Linked DNA regions of Gasterosteus aculeatus: region 2 is linked to region 1. The links are chromatin contacts, called in public Hi-C maps. All regions are on one chromosome and are shown on one strand. The core of a region is the stretch at or near the end of the contact, and the rest is flanking DNA. Distances in the headings are between cores, read along the strand shown. Region 1 has its middle 15 kb from the start of jmjd4. Region 2 holds the start of wnt3a (wingless-type MMTV integration site family, member 3A).

Region 1 (2,577 bases), core at 24-2,523:
TCTCTTCATGGCTGTAGACCCTTATTAACCCTCCCTCATTGTTTTAGTTTCATATGCCCACTGCGCACCCCTATCCCCATTTGTCTTTCCAGGTGTTGAATGAAGTTATTCAATCTCTGTATTATGTCCCGTTATTCGGTTGAAGTCTTTAAACGTGCACACCTGCATTCTCCCTTTCCAACCGGCATCGATTATGTGAATTCACGGGACACATCGGGCCTTTTTGCAGTCCATTAAAAAACGTTTCTTCGAGAAGCCGAGAAGCAGCAGACGACTGTTCAACCATGACAGCATGTCTGGTTTCATTGTTAACCCTCCTTTGTCAGCTCACACATCACACCCTCATAACAACTGTCAATGTCCTGCACATCATTGGGAGTCAGATTCGCTCTATGAATAGACCTTCCCGCCTGGATCGGAGCCAGCTCGTCTTCCCTTGCTCTTGAGGAGCGACCCGTCCTCCGCCGAATGCTTTGGGGTGATGGAGTTGATCTTTCTGCTTCTTCCCCTCAAACTGAAGCCCCATCTGGGATAATTTCTCTACAGTGACAAAGCTGTAATTTAAGACTGCTGGAGACGGTGACCTCTTGTGATTCACGCTTACGCTGCAGTGTGTGGGGGGGGGGGGGCAGGGTTTTTTAGGCCCACCCGCAACGGGAACGCAAGTATTTCCTCTCCATAAATCAAAACGCACTCGCTGTCTGTCTGGGGGGCTTTCAATGGGAACAGAGTACGTTCGTTTTAAAAATAAGGGGCTCAAAATAACTTTTTTTTTGTTCTGCGGTGGATTTGCTCTCACACACATCGCACGTATAGTGTGTACTTGTTGTTTTACGAAATAGCTGTCAGAAAATTTGACCGAAAACTAGTGCACTAAAGAAAACAGAAAGGTATTTTTTTTTAAATACAAGCGCCAAAAAGAATGCGGCTCTAATAACCAAAATCTCTTTTGAAATTGATCATTCAAGCCGATGATCTTTAACACAATGATTGCTGCATTCGCGTTTAAGCTCTGCTTTGGTCTCTGGCCTGTGGAGGAAATGTCTGCCTGTCTAGCTGGTTCCGGACTCGCGCTGGGCGGGTGGCGTGTAGTAAGTTCTCAGGGCTTTTCCACTCAATAACAACGATGAGAGCGCTGAGAGCGAAACCAAAACACTGTGTTAAAAGGAGATAAAACAATGAGCTAAACTCACTCACAAATCTATTGTTAATAACATTGATTATAGTGGCGTTGACATGTTTTCAGGATCTGAGGAACGTGTGTGTGTGTGTGTGTGTAGAGTACAGCAGTCTAATCGAGTTACTGTGAACAAACACAGTGCACTTCAGTTACTGTTTACCTTGACGATTAAATCGATTGACGTCAGCTGACAAAGTTTTTTTTTGGTCTCGTCCGGTCACTTTTATTAACTCCTCTCCACAAGCTTTCCGACGCGCCGCGCGTATCAAGATCCCTCCTCCCGTCACGTAAAAGCAATCACCGCTATTTTCCCTGTAATGAGATTCTCTGCAGGGACCCGAGGTTATGGAACACACACAAAGGCAAAGTCATGACAAAATGTGCGCCTAATGTCAATGACACCACGTCTCGAAAAATCTAAAAGCCGGTCACGTCCCTGAGAAAATATCAGGGAATAATTACGCGTTTCCTTTGAGATACGGAAACGACTGAAACGTGTGTTTTGAACCTGACGCGTTACTGGACGCCTGTTTAGTGACTGGAATGGAGAGAAAGGGGAAAACAATTAAACAAACGATTACGCTGAATGTAACTGGCGCGTACAGAATCCGCCTCGTTGGCCCCAACGTGTGCTGCTTAGCTGGGAGAAAACGTCAGTTGACGGCGGGCGCACATATTCCAGCGCAAAACATCCCACTGGAGGACGTCCTGGAACGATTCGGCCCAAGCGTCTGGCTGAGACTCCGCAGAGCTGCGTGCGTGGGTAATTGGTCGAGCAGCAGAGGAACGACCTTAGGTTTAGATTCAGGCAGTTAGGAGGCCTTGGAGACGTCCTTCATCGCCGGGCTCTCCCTCATGCGCTTATGCTTTGACGCTCTGCTCCTACTTTGCCGCTGGGGAAGTGCGCATTGACCTTATGGTGCCTGTGTAATGACAGCGCGGGGGCCCATGTGATATAAGCGCCGTGCTAATTCTTTCATTAACGCAGTTTTTATTCCTCATGCAGGGCGGGGACTCACTTTACTGGCTCCCCTCGGTGTCTGCGTGAGTTCATTTCCAACACTGAGATCGTATATAGAAACGTCCATCGTTGGAGGGATGACCGTCAGGGTGAGGCCTTCATAGATGCAACAGAAGAGGCAAGAGCAAGGCCCCGGCGATCCACTCCCCCCCCCCATTCGATCCGGTCGATATACAGCACCCCTGGTGGCTGTAAGCGGAGGGAGCTCCCCATCGGTCGGCGGCGGAACGGAGTCCAGATCCAGACAGCCGGGGCTGTTAGCTGGGGGAAGCCGTGTTCTTTGCAGTGAGGTAATACCTCAGACATCTGCAGCAGGTTCTAATTATGCCAGAACAGCCCAGCGTCTGGCTGCGATCGGCCTGCGAGGAATGGCCAA
Region 2 (2,577 bases), core at 23-2,522, 64 kb after region 1:
AAAATCAGGACATTTGGTGGCATGCTTTGTCAAGGTTGCAATGGGCAATAATCTCCACTGGATGGCACTAACATCTTTAGCCATTTTATGTTCCTCCTCCAAGGAAAAAAAGTTAAGTATGTGAACACTTTTGAGAAATTACAGAAAAAAATATTTTTTTTTACCTTTGTCACCGTTGCAGAACCATCTCGATGATCATCTTTGAATTTGTTCTAACTGGTGAATTAAATGCAAAAAGTTGAACCAGAAAAAGTTAAATATTTCAATTATAGCTATTTCAATCAAAAGGGTTCCTGTTTTCATTTTATTCTCTGTAAATTCATTAATATTCTTTTCAGTCCTTTTGTGCACTTTAGTCTTGAAAAAAAATGTGAGAATTAAAGCTATTATCATTATTTGTATAATTATTATTGTGTACAAGACAAAAAACACCCAGTAAATTAAAAAATATATAGAAAATAACTGTTAAAAGGTTCCGTTTTACGCAAAATGGTCACAACTTACTGAGTTGAATTACTAGAAATTGGCTTTTTGTTCAGCTCATTGGTCACAAATGTTACACGACGGTGTATTTAATCTTCAAGTCAGCACCAGTGCCTTTAAAAGAACACACCTCCTCTCCGAGCATCTATCAGACAAAAGGGAACCAGACACTCTGCTGCCTATTAAACTCAGTGCTGCATTACAGTTTATCCACTACGTTCGTTATAATAGGCCTGAACTGTCTGGCAACTCATCGTGAAGGCATCTCTAAAGAACATCACACTTCCGCAGATACCACGTGAGGGGGGGAACTGTCCTTAATTATTGCCCCCAATGTGCCCTTTCTGCCCTCACCTCGGGATGCGTCTAATTTGAACGATGACAGGATTATTAACATCGGTGATTATTTGCCATTTTGCAATCTCGGTAGATTGTTTATTGCTGTGGTGACGGCAAACCAAATGTTTTACATTGTGTTACATACATTAAAGAATAAATAAATATGGCCACATTTTTTAGGACACTTTTCTTTAGAGCGGCTCAACAATTTAGTCTGGTTTAAATTTTCAGTTCTTCTCAACTTGTCATTCATTCATTCATTGAAAAACAGGCACGACTAAAGGGCTGGAGAGCCCTAATAACGGTCTAAAGCAATTCACACATATTTATTTCTGCATTTTAGAAGCTTCAAGCCAGGGAGTGAAATCCGGACAGGTTGTTATAGCTACGCGATCCACAGGGGTCCCGATGTCTATTTAAAAGCCCCCCCAGACCCTCCCTCTCTCCTTTAAACAACATTATATATCACACACGCTGCATGCTAATGCCACCGATTCCCAATGAGCGCTAAAACACGTCTTAAAATCAGCTCGTTGCGTTGTCTTGAGTTGGAGCTGCTTGAGGAGGCGACGGAGGGAACATATCATCACAATTCCCCCTTTGGCGATACCTGCTGATTGGGTCCTAAAAAAAAAAAAAGAAAAAAAAAAAAGCAAGCAGGCTTTTAACTTTTAATATTTGGCTCCCGAGTTCTGCCACGAGTAGTCGCGAAAGATCGATTATCCCTCAGTGTTTTGTTTTTTTTCCGGGGGAATAAGAATTTAAAAAATCCATTAGAGCGGAATCGTTTTTTTTTTCTTATTTCCCCCCTAATTTCGCGTTCCAATCTCCGTGCGCACATGAGCGCGCATGGAGGCTTTCTCCTGGAGACGGTTTAGCCAAACTTTAAGGATGATACGCCTCGGATGTTTCCTGCTGCTCTTCGGGCTCTCGCATGTCATGGCGAGTTATCCCATCTGGTGGTAAGTTTGATTTCCATTACGTCCACGAATGAGTGGTGTTGTTGTTGTTGTTGTTGTTGTTGTTGTTGTTGTTGTGTGTCCACGGAGCCGTTGTGCGTCCGTTTGTGAGTGGTTGTATACTTCTTCGTTTCGTTTCTGACAGCAGCATTTAGCTGCACGGAGGGCGAAGTAGTTCACAGACGTTTGACGCGAGTATTGGTTGAGGTGGAAGGATGAGGAGTAATTCTGAGGTTAGAAAGTGACGCTTTTAATTCTGAAATTTCAAACGTTCAGCTGTGCAGGAAACAAAAAAACAAAAAAACAAAATCTATCCAAATTGTACGTTTATTTTTTAATGCTCTGGACAGCGACATTTGCAGGACCAACGATGCAAACTGACCTGGAGTATTTTGTTTCTATATTCCGCCTGCAGCAGGTGCAACGTTTGCGTGCGCGTGTGCAGTAGTGTGTGTATGAGGTCTAAGAATAAATGAATAAATAGGAAATATGCTCAGAGATTTACCGTGAAGACTGATGTCAAATTCTGTATATAGACGGTCTAATCTTTATGTAATCGGTGTTATCTTTCCCAATAATGGGGAGCACATCGTAACATTTGAAGTAGAATCAACTATATTGTATTATCAGTTGTGGGAAACTTGAACACAACATTAGCTGAATAATCTTTCCTTAGTTCAAAGTGTGATAATGCAGAATGTGTTGTATATCTCAGATTTCTAACTTTACGTATGTCATTCTTTTTATAAACAAAACGGATGCACAGAGTCCCTATAATGAGATTGTTTAGTAATGC

The links. Hi-C and Micro-C count contacts between places; a contact is called where the count stands out from the background.
Region 2: a contact with region 1 is called in a Hi-C map of liver, with 4 times the contacts expected there. The contact joins the promoter of wnt3a here to the enhancer-like site in region 1. A contact is called at or near these places in 4 of 6 Hi-C or Micro-C datasets (liver, skeletal muscle and tail fin).

The regions. Positions count from the first base shown.
Region 1 is chr3:15,145,613-15,148,189 of fGasAcu3.hap1.1, forward strand. No RefSeq gene overlaps it. Among protein-coding and RNA genes, the nearest start is that of jmjd4, 15 kb to the left of the region's middle. Within about 2 kb of position 1,274, at least 1 of the 9 cell types and tissues checked has open chromatin away from gene starts, as enhancers often do. A contact at or near this core is called in liver, where this site is marked.
Region 2 is chr3:15,209,490-15,212,066 of fGasAcu3.hap1.1, forward strand. It overlaps wnt3a (wingless-type MMTV integration site family, member 3A), which reads left to right and starts at 1,273. Exons shown (of 4, transcript XM_040172257.2): 1 at 1,273-1,784. The coding sequence starts at 1,672.